Regions from separate parts of the Mus musculus genome. Here regions 2 and 3 are each linked to region 1. A link is a contact called in public HiChIP or PLAC-seq and promoter capture Hi-C data. All regions are on one chromosome and are shown on one strand. The core of a region is the stretch at or near the end of the contact, and the rest is flanking DNA. Distances in the headings are between cores, read along the strand shown. Region 1 holds the start of Ninl (ninein-like). Region 2 holds the start of Cst3 (cystatin C). Region 3 holds the start of Napb (N-ethylmaleimide sensitive fusion protein attachment protein beta).

Region 1 (4,666 bases), core at 1,429-3,928:
CACCTTCCAACAGCTCCAGGGAGAGTCCAATCCAAAGTTTTGGCCTCCTGCTGTGAGTAACAAAATTTCTGGCACGGAGCCTGAATTTCTAATTCATTATTGAAGCCAAGGACTGAGTTAAACCCAAACCCAGAGTCACGGACACTCAATTACTGATAAGCAGAAAAGTAAGAAAGCAAAGCATACAAAAGGAAACTCTTCCAGGCCAGGAATCTTCCAGTTCAGGTGTGAGGCCAGCACACTGCCCCAAATTTTATATCCTGCTTTCGGATCGTTACTCAGCCAGGCAAAGGAGAGGTAGCTAACAGCTGCCTAGCCATGACATTACTCAAGGGCAGGTATCCACTTTAGGAAGGAGGCACAAATGTCACATGGATTATCTTGAAAATTTAGAGAGGACCACCCATCAAATAACATCCAAACCCCAAAGTTTACCATGAGAATTCTGCTGCCATTCCTAAAGATGCAAATTCTAAGAAATTTATACCTAGCTGTCAGCAAATGACCACAGCCCATTATGTCCTAGCATGGACCTAGCATGTCTTCAAATCGCAACATAAAATGAGTTCAAGAAAAGCCCATTTTCTATTAGCTTATATTAGTTTTTAAAAGGTAAATCCTAACTTTTTCTTTATAGAGTGTTCTTTTTTTCTAAGTCAGTATTGTTACATCTTATCTGAAGTTCCAGTTTTTGGAGAAAGCTTACTACTTTCTCACACTGAAAAAAAGACGCAGTATCCTCCGATTCTTACCGAATCTCCATTTTATGTAACAGAGTTCCTACTTTTCTTTACCTTATGAAGACGGGTGTTGCTAATGATGGGGATACACACTATGAAGTGTCATTCAGCAATTCCGTTACTGCACTCATATCACCATGTGCGCATATACTAACCTAGAAAGAGTTTATCACCTGAGTGGCCTCGCAACACAGTTAACAAGCTCCATATACGTGAGATGCGTGAGGTTGCTGCTGGCATAGCAGAGCATATTGCCTTACAGCAAGCAATCTAAATAGCAACACTAAGACCCTGGCCGAAGCATAGTCTTCTACATAAACAAGTAAGAGACGCTTCTCCTTCTTATTGTTACTGGGCTGGGGATGTGCTTCAGCAGGAGGCTGGCATATCTGAGACCATGGGCTCCATTCTCAGAAACCCCAAGAGTAAATACCATGCACTACACCTAACGGGATGCAATAACTCTTATAAAGCTAGATTAGACTGTTGACATCAGAGATTCATTACAAGGTTACAGGGATGACACCCCTAATGGGAATTTTTCAGTTCCTATTAGGACCACCTTCACATATGTGGTTTGTCTTCCATCAAAACATTAGTGTCTGGCAACTGACTACAGACTAGTTTGATCTGTAGTCGTCTAAGCCACTAACAGATAACATAAAATGAACAGTAGAGGCAAGCTGGCTGCTGCCCTAACTGCCCTAACTCCACAGGCACGTTCCTTCTCATTCGCGCCTGTTCTTGCACACAGTAGTTCATAAACTGACCAACCTTCTTCCCTCTTTTTCTTTTCTCCCACACACCCCTGCTTTAAAAGCAGTAAATCCATAGTCAAGAACCTGGAAATCTCAGGCAAACACCATCTTCACGGTCCCTCTCTGCTACCTGCCTTGCGCATCAAGTGAACTTCTGCAAGGGCCATTTCTGGACCTCCTTCCTGGTTCTAAAAGTCGGCTAAATGTTGTAGAGGAGAGAGAAGGCATCACTCTTTTCTTCCACCCCCATATAACGAGCTACAGAGAGCGCCTGACAATTTAGGTATTTAAGAAACTTTAAGTTGGTCTCCCATCGTGCAATTTGTTGCCTGAGACAGCTAGAGCCCAAACACCAGGTCACTGCTTCTCAATTACCGATGGACCAGCCTCGCAAGTGCACAACAAAGTAGCAGAATGGTGCGCAGGCAGGGACGACCTTGACACAGAAGCAACAGGCTTCTCCGCCCCAGAGAGAGGTGTCCCAGTTTTCAACAACTAAGTGCAAACTGATAATACAACCAGAGATCGCAAGGACGACTTCACCAGTCACAGGAGGGACCGACGCGCGGCAACAACGCCAATAGGTGCTCTCAATCAAGCATGGTCCCTGGCTTTCCCAGGGGCACTGAGAAGGGGGCTCAGACACAGGCTGGGGTCGCCTCCCGATCCGGTTCCCCTCGTCAAAAGAGGACGAAGGCGGGAAGCACGGCGGGCCCAGGCATCCCGCTCTCTGAGTACGTCAAAATTTGGGGCGGCAGCTGCACCCCACTAGCACGCTGAGTTCGGTGCGGACCACCGTTCCCGGTCCGAGTGCGCCGCAGAGCAGTGAGACTCTGGTGTGGCTTTCTGAGCGCGCGCCTGCATCGCAAGCATCGGCTCCGCTGTGTACCGGCCGCTGCACGAGGATGCGGATCCCTTCGGCCCGGCTCGGCCCTCCTCGGCCCAGCTCGGCCCCCCTCGGCTCCGCTCGGCTCGGCTCCCCTCCCCTCAGCCCTCTCCCACGCCCTACTCACCTGGGGAGTGGGAGGCTCGGCTCTCTGAACGCTGAGTTCAGGATGCGGGCTCCGGCAGCCCGGTGCAAAGCGAGCCGGGTAGGACACCCCAGCGCGCGTCCCTCGGCCGCTCTTTGTGTCTGCCGGCCGCGCTCCCCTGGGCTCCCAAGGCCTCTGGGCGCCGCCCCCTCGTTCTCGCGGGGCCTCCCCAGGGAAGGGGCGGGGCTCCTTGGGGGCGGGGCTTGGACGGGCGGGGCGAGGAGGCAGGCGGAGCTGGGCCAGGGGCCTAGCTGGTATGGAAGAGGAGGATGCAGGATGACTTCAAGGCTCTGGGAGACAGGGTGTTAAAAACAAACAAACAAACAAAAAACTAACAACAACTAAACTAAAAAATAAGAGACTCAAGTACTTTCAAGTGGAAGAATTCCACAGAGTGGTAGGCAGCCAGGAACCAGTAAAAAGCCCATACTGTACTCTGATGAACCATATACTTGGGCTGTATCCCTTTTCATGTGTCATAACTTGCCCCAACCAGTGATGGACATGACATGCCTACACCCTGTGGCAGAGGTGTAGCTGTGGGGCATATAACCAGGGCCCTGCTTCCCTCTAGATTATAACCTGAGGTTCCCAAAGTGTGGTATGCCATAGTCGCCACTGTGCAGAGTGTATTTTATCAGGACCAGGGAGATGGCTCAGTTTGTAAAAGCACTTGCCTTGCTAGCCTGATGACCTAAATTCAATCCCAGAACACATGTAAAGGTGATAGGAGGTGCTGGAGAAATGGCTCAGCAGTGAAGAACACTGGCTGTTCTTCCTGAGGACCCATGTTCAATTCTGAGCACCCACAGGGCAGCTCACAATTATCTGTAACTCTAGTTCCAAGGGATCCAGTGTTGACTTCTCCTCAGACACCAAGAGTGCATGTGTTGCATAGATATACATAGAGGCAAAGCACCCATACATATAATTAAAAAAAAAAAACCTTAGAAAAATCAACTCCACAGAGCTTTCCTCTGACTACACACACACACACACACACACACACACACACACACACACACACTGAGACACATGCCGTTCTGAACACAGACATATAAGCATCATGCACACACACATTCACACAATAAGTTTTAGAAATATTTTTAAAGACTATATATTCTCTAAATCTCCTTATACTCTGGGTTTTCCATGTACTGTTAGAGAATGAACTTAGAGTTAGATGATGAGATTCACAGGGCCATTCACTGGATGTTGGACTTTGTGCCACCCAGTTACACAATCTGGGAGATCTTCACTTTGTTCATCTGTGAAATGGAGATGTGAAAGACACTTTTTGCAGGGACATGAACTAATTGATCCAGCCAAACCAGCAACCCAAATTAGCCATCACAGCAGTGGCTCCTAGCCAGAGAGGAGCGGGGCGGGGCATGTTACTCCATCCCCCCCCCCCCCCCGACCTATAGCAAATAGCTGAGGTAAGAATAAAGAAGGGGGAATAGGGTTTCTATGGACTTGGAGTTTTAGAGATTTCAACCCAGGGTCAATTTATCTTTGTTGCTTCTGAGCTTGTGGCAAGTCACCACATCAGAGCTGGAATGAGAGTCAGAGACAGAGAGAGAGACAGGGGCTGCCAGATTCCCTTTAGGGACACCTCCTCAATGACTAGAAGACCTGATTATAGATTCCAGTCCACACCTCCCAACAGCATCACATTCTGGTGGGTCTTCTTTTTGTGAACGTTTCATTTGTTTGACTTTTAAAGGTTACACACTAACGCACTAATTTCGTTAGTGACACAGGGGTGGTGGTGGAGGAGTGCATGCACTTCATGGAGTGTACCCTTGTACAGCAAGTGCTTTTATCAGCTAAACTGGCTCCCAGGCTCCAGAAGATTGTATGTTTTTAAACGTAATTACTTCCCATCCCCCTCCCCCCAAAAAACCATAAATGGTAGAACACTGTCTCCACCCCATCACTAAAGGAATGGCATTTGGATCAGGTTTCTGAGACTACCTGGTTTCCCAAATAAAGAAAGTTACCTTTCCAGATAGAGATATACATTCTAAATATTCCCAGCAAGGCATTTTGAAGGGCAGATTACACTTGCCTTCCCAACAAGAAAAGCTGCATTGTCATAGGAGGAAATACGACCCTCTTTCATTTGTGGATATAA
Region 2 (4,507 bases), core at 783-3,282, 2.1 Mb before region 1:
CCAGAATTTTCTCAAGCATGTCATTTCCCTGTAGGTCTTCCATTTGCAATTTAAGAATAGCACTTATCCCTCTCCCCATAATGGGGCACACCAGATCAACTTGTCAGAAATGGGAAGCACAAACTGAGGGACATAGGTCGGGGTGGAGGGGTACAGGGCTCTGTGTATTGATTGCCCCGCAGGACCAAAAACAGCTCTGGATTTGGGAGAATGTCCTGATTTTCCTACTAGTTAAAGGAGACCTGCAGACCAAAGAACCTACAACTCCTTATACTTTGCTCCATCTGTTGCCACAATTAAGAGGTGCACTGGCCCTCAAGGTCCAAGGCAGCTGGGAAGTGGAGTTTTCTCAAGGTTGATCCCAGCAGCAGGAGAAAAAAATGGAGCAGGATTTAACTCGTTTGTATTTTCAAGAGAAGGTAGAAATGAGCTCTACACACTGGCATACAACTCTTTGTCGTCTAAAACCTGGGCTTCCTTTGGGTCAACTTTGGGGCTTTAGCAGCTCCTGCAGCTAGCTCCTCTGTCAGAGTCTAAGTCTAAGGTAGTCTGTCCATCTACTCAGTGGGTGGAGGGTGATTAGAGCTATCTTGGGGGGTAATTAGCAAAACCCCTGAGGGATATCCCGAGGATATTCCAGGGCCACAAGAAGAGGGAAGCAAGGCTTCTTAGAACAACTAGACAGCACCTTCTGAGAAGACACAAGGGGACCTGCCTGGTGACCTGCACCAACATGACAGCCAAGAAACTCAGACACCAATCTACACAGTTATGTGTCCCTTAAGGATAGAGGCTCCTTCTGAGAAATGTGCCCTGGCCACACTGTGTACAAGCTAATACGGCTGCAGCATCAAGGGGTTGTTTAGCTTTGAGGTTCACCCATCACAAACCGAGTCATGGCTGAAGGGAGCCTGACTGTGTGGTACAGGACTGATCACCACAGCTGTCTGGACCATTCTACAGTGCTACCAAAACAGCAAGGCAGCACAGGCAGTGCTCAGAGAAAAAGACAGGCTGCCAGACTGGATAGAAATGGCCCTTGCTAGCAGAGTCCATAGTGGAGACCAGCAAACTGAGACTTTGAGTGAAGGACCTGAGTGTTCGTGGGTTCCCAATTTTCCAAATGGAATCTTGGGTATGTAGAGAATGCCCTTGTTTTCCGGAAGTGTTGACTCTGAAAGTATACACAAAAATAAGTGACTATAAACACACACCCACGTACACGTGCTCCTGAGTAGAGCAAGGAGATTGGAACATGGCCAAGTGTTTACTGGAAGGATGGGGTGAAATCTGCCGTCTGTCAGAATGAGTTTCAAGTAGCGCGATTAAGTGAAGCCAGATCATTAGCAGTTGACATTGACCCCAGGCGGCTAAGGGAGGTGAGCTCCGCCCAGGGAGCGTTTGACCTACATCCTTAGTACCTTCTCTGGGTGGCCTTTTGGAAACAGAGCTAGGAGGCCCACCCGCTGGGCTCTTCTGAGTTCCAGAATAAACAAAAGATGAATGTTAACACAATGAGTAGACCAGAGAAGAAAGGAAGAGAGAGGACCGCTCCCATAAGAAGCAAAGGTGTTGATTAACAACTGCAGATGCAAACCGCGCCCTAGCTAGGGGTGCCTGGGTGGGAGCGGCCTGGAGACGTCGGGAGAGCAGGGGACAGCAGGGACACGTACCTGCTTACGAGCTCTCACCACCTGTATGGCGCGGCTGTGGTACGCATCGTTGCTGCCCTTGTTGTACTCGCTCACAGCGAAGTCCAACGCTCGCCGCACGCCTTCCTCATTGGCATCTGCCTCCTCCGGGGCTCCCAACATTCGCGGGCCTTGTTTTGGGGTCGCCGCCCAGGCCACGGCCAGGACGGCCAGCAGGAACAGCAAGGAGCGCAGCGGGCTGGCCATGGTTGGCTAGGACAAAGGGATAAAGCTCCAACAAGACTCTGAGTTGGTGCAGAACAGACGCTGCTACTCCGTGCGACTTTTACCCAAATGCGAGCGTTAGGGACCCGCCCGCCTCTCCTGGCTCCTCCTTTTCCGGCGGCCACCCTCCCTTTTCCGTCTGCCCCCTAGCGGGCCCCGCCTCCTCTTCCGAACGGCCCCGCCCTCCCTCTGCTTCAGTCAGCTGCTAGTCTGTTCTTGCCTTGTAGGTCAGATACCTCTTAAAGAGCTGCCAGATTCCCATTCCCTGCTGAGCCTCCCCTCCCCCATCCCTGCCCCGCCTCTCCCTTCCTTCTTCACTCTTAGCTTTCTGTTCTTACCAGTTCCTCTTCTGTGCCCTTTTCCACAGCTTCCCCTTTTACTCCAAGTTCCCTGTTTCATGAAGTGTGGTTTCACCAGAGAAGTTGGTCATTGCTCTCTGGACCCTAAAATGCCAGTGACATCTGAACCCTGTTTCTCCAGAAAGGAAAAGGGCAACGAGTCTTTAATTTCCTGCATCTTCAAAGTTCAGCCTCGATCACTTGATGGAGAGCAGGGTCACTATGTGGGAATGCTCGGAGCAGGGCTATTATTTCATTTTCCTGAAGGCCCTGTCCTAAGATACTTGTCAAAGGAAAATAAATTGATCTTGGGGGAGTGGGGAAGTGTGCAGCATTCTGTGTAACTACTCATTATCCTTAAAGAAACCATCCTAGGCTTCTTCCTAGACCAGGCCACTCTAGGGCCTGGAGATACCACAGGAGGCCAAGCCCCGAATGGATATTGTAACAGGCTGCCCAGTATATCCATCTAAGATGAACCCATGTGTCTTTTATGCTTCCTAGTAGACAGGTTAAAAACTACGGTATGAGGCTGGGTATGATGGCGCATGTATTTAATTCCAGTACATGGAAGGCAGAAGTAGGTAGATCTGTGTTCAAGACCAGCTTGGTCTACATCTCTGGTTCCAGGCCAGCAAGGGCTACACAGTGAAATCTTAGAAGAAAAAGAAGAAGGAGGAGGAGGGGGAGGGGGAGAGGGAGAGGGAGGGGGAGAGGGAGAGGGAGGGAGAGAGGGAGAGGGAGAGGGAGAGGGAGAGGGAGAGGGAGAGGGGGAGGGGGAGGAGGTGGAGGAGGAGGTGGAGGAGGAGGAGGAGGAGGAGGAGGAGGAGGAGGAGGAGGAGGAGGAGGAGGAGAAGACAGGGCTACACAGTGAGACCCTCTTGTTAAAAAACAAACAGACAAATCAGTGATAACAAAACCCAAATATTGAAGTCTTTAATACGTTTTATTTAACCTATCAAATGTAATTTCAATATATAATAATAACTCTTAAGGAAACAGATTATATTCCTTAATGTGTATAGTAATCCTTTAGAGTCTGTGTATATTTGTAACATTTAGGACCAATGTTCACTCAGTCTGACCCCCCTTTCCACATCTGCTAACTGCTGATGCTGGTGGCTATAGTACTGCATAAGGTTTAAGCTTTAAAGTTTAAGGTTTGTGCTAGTGGTAGTATGGGAGGTGATCAATAATTAAGATCAGATGATTATAATGCTCTGTAGAAAGTGAGATAGGGGGAGCAAGAGATGGGTGCCAGTAGATATTAGTTGAAAGATCCCTTTGGGATTCAAACAGTCGAGGAGTTCCACCTAGACCAGGGAGATAGCACCAGTCAGAGGGAATGACCCCTGCTTAGGTGATGAGGTCCAACAGGGCTTTTCTGTTTAGAAACAAGGAACACTGGCAAGGGGTAAGTTTACATAAGCAGGGAAGGGGTAGGGCCAGGACTCTAACTCTGGCAGCTGTGTGGATGCTAGAGGAAGGCTGGGGCTTGAGGGCTATGGGACAAGCTAGTGAGAGGGCAGGCAGCTGAGGATGAACATTCAAGCACAAGGTCTATTCGAGCTGCTCCCCTAAGGGAGCCTCACTGTGGGTCTGTGATTTCCCTCTGATTGGAAGGTTACATAGTTTCCACTGACTTACCAGGAGTGAGGTATTGTTAACATATGACTTATTTTATGTGTATAAAATAATTTCAATGAGTGCACACAAATTCAGCACATGTGGCTGACCTTGTAAAGTTCCCTGGTGCCTTTTTGGTCCGTGTTGGTGCCCACTGGACCCTTGCCAGTCCATCTGTCCCTGGAGGCTCATTTTTCTGTCTATTCTTGGACTTCCTGTAAACATGTAGTGAGAGCAGTGTCTGGCCCTCTGGGGCAGAAGCACCATGAGGTTCCTTTGCACTGTTTCCTTAACCAGATTCTTAGTTCCCTTTCTCTTCAGGTAGAATATATGTTCAAGTGGATACTGTGTAGGCAGACACACCCTCCAGCTCAGGATCAAGCAAGCCCATGCTCACTATGCACCACTGGGAGTAGACAGGATTGAGTTGAGTTCTATGCAGATAGCTGACTTTATTTCTTCTTTCAACCTCACTCTCTTATGTTCTGTACTTGAAAATGCCCCTGTGACAAATGAGCTGGTAGTGAAGGTATCTGGTTTTGAGAGGAACACTGGAAGGTCCTGGGCTCTCAAAGGATACAAAGAAGGATTATATTGGGGGTGGTAGGTACTGGTAACTTAGTGACA
Region 3 (4,843 bases), core at 370-2,869, 2.3 Mb before region 1:
CCCGATGTGGAATGTGTATTAACATCATCTCCCAAGGTGAGCTACTCTGCCATTAAATTTCACACAGACTGAATGCAATCCAGTGTGTGTTTTGTGACTCAGACAAGAATTAGTCTTTGGCACTTGCAATGCTCCTTGTCCCTTTGAAAGAGGAAGCAGTATCTATAACTTACACCTACACTTCCAAGCTTCATATTACATGAGAAATTTAAGAACTAGCAGAGACAAATGCCCTTAGGGGTCTCCAAGCATGGTCTCCTTCTCTATCTTGGCAGACCATGGTACCATAAACTGTATCAATGTGACTCTAAGCATTTCCTGGAGATGCAAACATAATGGGGCTCAATTAAACTATTATATAATAATTAATGTAATTAGTAGTCAGATGAATGAAGTAAAAATAAAAGTCAAAGTTCACTGGGTACATTTTCAGCACTTAAGTGTCTATACTGAATTTTTACAGAAACTGCGTCTCACAATGCAGCAGTTTAGTATGTACCTCTAGTCCCTCTCGATAATTAAAATCTGTTCTTGGTACAGATCTTTCACTTTCAAATGGGAGAAAAAAAAGAAGAGGCACACGTAATTTCTACCGCTGTCATAAACAGCTGAATCATTCGCATAATCAACAGCCCAGAATTCTTCCACAAGCTCTCAGGGCAGGTTTTGCTTTTTGAAAGCTCAGAATGTAAACCAAACCCTTCCCTACCAAGATATGTAAGAATTAACAAAATCACGGGATTCCCAAAGGATACTCTGACTTTAAAAAGGAGCAATGTTACATACAGTTCATCAAACGGGAAGCCTGAACTACGGATACAAGTCACTCTGGCAAATGAAAAACACACCAAGGAGGATATGATTTCAAGGCCCTTGAGCCAAGGCCAGCGGGCAAGTGCCCGGGATACAGGGGCGCAGACTTCGCGCTCCCCACGAGCCACCAGCTGCTGCCAAACTCCAGGTTGAATTCCAGAACCTCACAGTCCTGGCTCCCCCGGGGGATTTACGGGCCCAACCAGGGGAAATGAATAAATCTGGTCCACCAGGAGGGGTGGCATCCTTGAAGAGGCAGCTTGGCGCGGACCCTGGAGCTAGCACCGGACCGTTGGCGACGCATGGGACTTGGGGGACCACAGAGATCTCCGAGGACGCGTAGGTGTTCTGGGTTGTTTAAGGGTGCCTGGGGATTGTGAGCTAGAGGTTCTCCGGGTGTGGGTGAGGGGTGTCCAAGGCCTGAGGATCCCCAAAAGGTTCTGGGGCTTGCAGTGTGTGCTGACTGGAGAGACACCCCAGACACGGCCCAAGGGATGCGATGAGGCCCTGGATGCTACGGGACCCAAAACAGAGCGTGGGCCACTGGGAATCCCGTAACCCTAAGCAGTTGCGCGGGGTACTCTGCGGTGGCAGCCGGCTGGGCAGGGGATCGGGCACCAAGACCCCTAAGGGCAAGACCTCTGGCGCTCACCCGAACAACCCTCGGAGGAAAGAGTGGGAAGCCTTCACTCGCTTCTCGGCCTCCGCCATAAGCTGGACCGCTTCTCGCTCCTTCCCTGCGTTGTCCATGTCACCCGCTGCAGCCAAAGCCTCCTCTGCTGACTAGCTAGGCTCCCGGGACGACTTAGCCCTCCCTCCAGCAGGTGCGGACACGCAGGCGCGGCACGCGTGGCCTTTCGGGATCTGTAGTCCTACATTCCACCTTAATGCCAGTTTGTCAGAGACCACAACTACAGTTCCCAGCAGGCTGCTGGGCAGGGCCGGGCGTTCTCCCGGACTCCCTGGAGGAGGGGGAAGGGGCGTGGCCTTCTGGAGGGGTCTTGGGCCTTGGACCCTTGGAGGTAGACTTCAAGGTTGAGAGAGAGAAAGAAAGAGAGAGAGAGACAGAGATAGAGACAGAGACAGACAGAGAGAGGGAGACAGAGAGACACTCTACAAGCAATACTGCAAAATTTAATCTAATGCAGCAGTTCAGCTCAATTTAGTCAACCATGTGGTGCCCCACCTCCCAACTCTGCCAGAAAAGCAGCAACAGCTGGCCTAAAGAGCTATTTTTAATTTCTGACAGCAAGACATTAAAAATGCATCATCATCCCCAATATAAATTCAGAGTTGATTTTAAGCGTCCCCAAACTACAACTTTCCATTTGGTCCTCTTGTTTAAAAATGGATTGCATATCTTTCCTGTAGGCACAATCTACTCTTGTTATTGACTGAATTCTATTAAATGGCTATAAGCCAGTGAACTCTCTTATGCTTTACATAATGCTGGCTATAGTGGGTGGATCTTGACAAAATTCCTGTCTGCCAGGAAGACTTCTAATCTACTAAATATCCATAGATAGATGCAATCCTGTGCCAGTGACTTCTAGGCCTGTCCCAGAGGGAGGTGTTTTTTAATACAATGTCTAGACCATTTATGCTTGGCAGTGCTACTTCTTAGGTGGTGCAGCAAATAGAATTACTGCCAAATGAGAGTTTCTGATGATTTAAAACTCTTCATGAATACGCTGTAGGAACTGGCAAGCAGAATTTGTCTAAGAAAATGAAGCCTGTTTTCAGAGAACATAGCAAGAGCGTTTAAACTCCTGGAAACAAGCTACCAAAACTGATGTCACAGTGTGGCATGATCCAACCATAGCAGGATGCTCTCAAGATAGAGGGGAATATCGGCTCTTGGTGCATAGTTTTTTTTACAACTACTATGAGCTTGTTTTTTTGTTGTTGTTTTTTTTTTCACTTTGGAGAACTGATTTGCAAGTTTGGAGCAGGAGGGTAGACGGAGGTAGGAAATTGGAGGTGGCAGTGGATGTTGGATTGAAGAGAGAAAAATTGCAAAAAGTGAACCAACATTGGCATTTGAAAAGGAGTCAGTTGGGGAATTTGGTGGATTGAGTCAACTCCTAAGCATCATGGGCAGCAGCAGTGTGTTGATCAGAGCAATTCCCAACCCTGGCTGAATGGAACAACTCTGCAGGATAGTCAAGAAATATTGATCCCTCTGCCACTAGTCTTTGGTGTCCAGATCTCCACTCTACCCTATTCTGGAGTTAATCATTCTAAATTCTAAAGCTTTGGATGAAAAGGAACCAGAATACATTCTCCCAAAGCACACCTCAAAAACCAGACATTTCACTCATCTGCCTTTAATGGATGCTCATTCATTCAGACTGTGGCACCTACCTTACAGTGGCTCTGGGCACATCCTATTCAATGGACATTCCGGATACATTCAAGCTGAGTGAATACAAAGAAGAGTAGATTAGAAGGTTAAAGGCCCACTCTCCATATCAAACAGTCCATAGAGGTTATCCCACCCAGCAGGACTCAGTTATTCGTGGGTTCGAGGGGGACTGCAAACCTGGGCGGAAATGGGAGGGAGAGAAAGGAGAAGCCGAGACCAAGAAGGGATTCCTATCAAGGTCTCAGTTTATTAGGCAGAAACAGTGGTTCTTAAAGCATACATCGAGGGGAATAGGGAGGGATTGAGGGGGAATTAACAAAGAACAAAGAAGTGGGCATCTGGGGACATGAAGGCCGAAGTCAGGCTCCAGGTGGCAGGCATTCTTCGTCTTATCTCCGGAATTCGAATCCTCCTTAACAGCCTTGGGTGTCAGTCCGGGCTCAGCAAGTAACTCGTGTCCTTGGATGTCATGGGAATCAGGAAGAGATAAGGAAGAATTCAGCTTTTACAGCCTCAGGTGCCAGAAAGGGAACAGGGAGAAGGAAGTGATGAGCAGCTCCTAGCACAAGGTCATTTGGCTTGTCAGGGTGGGAGACTGTGAAAGGCTTTTTCTCACGGTATGGTCTCCAACATAGAGGCATGACTGAACTCATCTGAAATCCCCAGTTCTAACAGAAAATGACGTTCGTGAGTAGAGGATGTGGCCATCTGCCTGTTGCTAGAGTTGTAGGTAGAGTAGGGCCACCTTTTATAACCAAGCCTCAACAGTAAAGAATGGTGTGACACTTTTCTACACCGAAGCAAAGAGGTAAAGCTAGCCTACATACAGGGAGGGGAATTGGATGATATTTCTTGATGAGAGGGACTCAACCTTGTTTATTTGTTTGCTGTTTTGTTTTGTTTTTTTCTGGGACAAGGTCTCTCTGTAATACTGGTTGTCCTAGAGCTTGCTACATAGGCCAGGCTGACCTTAAAGGCAGTTTTAAGCCACCACAGATAGGTTAGAGGAAGTCAGTCAACAGCCTGGTCCACCCTGGTAGTGCTGACCATGTTGTATGTCTGGAGACCCCCAAGCTGAGAAATAGAATCACCTCTGGTGACCCTTCCTACCCTAAGGAGTCTGCTAGGGTATCAGCCCCCTCTTCCAGGACATTTACCTTAATTTCTCTTCTGCTTTGAGAAAATACTCTGCCAAAAGCAACTTAAGGGAGATAATAATCCTGACCCACAGTTCAAGGTCTTGGTCGATCAGAGAAGGAAAACTAAGGTGGAGGAGCACCAAGCATCTGGTCACAGTATCTACAATAGAAACAAGGGCAATAAATGCTACGCTGCTCCAGTGTGGGGAGCCGCCCTCACATTCGCCGTTGCAAGATGGAGCTGACATCCTGTGTTCTAAGTGGTAAACAAATAATCTGCGCATGTGCCAAGGGTAGTTCTCCACCCCATGTGCTCTGCCTTCCCCGTGACGACAACTCGGCCGATGGGCTGCAGCCAATCAAGGAGTAATACGTCCTAGGCGGAGAATAATTCTCCTTAAAAGGGACGGGGTTTCGCCATTCTCTCTCTTGCTCTGGCTCTTGCTTCTTGCTCCTGAAGATGTAAGCAATAAAGCTCTTGCGCTCTTGCGCTCTTGCCCTCACTCTTGCTCTCTTGCGCTCTGGC

The links. Promoter capture Hi-C pulls out the DNA fragments that hold promoters and counts their contacts. HiChIP or PLAC-seq counts read pairs in DNA pulled down with a chosen protein or histone mark.
Region 2: a contact with region 1 is called in an H3K4me3 HiChIP or PLAC-seq map of embryonic forebrain, with 7 times the contacts expected there. The contact joins the promoter of Cst3 here to the promoter of Ninl in region 1. A contact is called at or near these places in 3 of 39 promoter capture datasets (cranial neural crest, hippocampal neurons and pre-B cells) and 2 of 115 datasets of contacts at active chromatin or transcription factors (bone marrow-derived dendritic cells and embryonic forebrain).
Region 3: a contact with region 1 is called in a promoter capture Hi-C map of hippocampal neurons, with 7 times the contacts expected there. The contact joins the promoter of Napb here to the promoter of Ninl in region 1. A contact is called at or near these places in 2 of 39 promoter capture datasets (hippocampal neurons and liver) and 1 of 115 datasets of contacts at active chromatin or transcription factors (astrocytes).

The regions. Positions count from the first base shown.
Region 1 is chr2:151,006,720-151,011,385 of GRCm38.p6, forward strand. Ninl (ninein-like) reads right to left here and starts at 2,679. Exons shown (of 24, transcript NM_207204.2): 1 at 2,512-2,679.
Region 2 is chr2:148,873,480-148,877,986 of GRCm38.p6, forward strand. It overlaps Cst3 (cystatin C), which reads right to left and starts at 2,033. Exons shown (of 3, transcript NM_009976.4): 1 at 1,674-2,033. The coding sequence starts at 1,898.
Region 3 is chr2:148,730,801-148,735,643 of GRCm38.p6, forward strand. It overlaps Napb (N-ethylmaleimide sensitive fusion protein attachment protein beta), which reads right to left and starts at 1,620. Exons shown (of 11, transcript NM_019632.3): 1 at 1,466-1,620. The coding sequence starts at 1,563.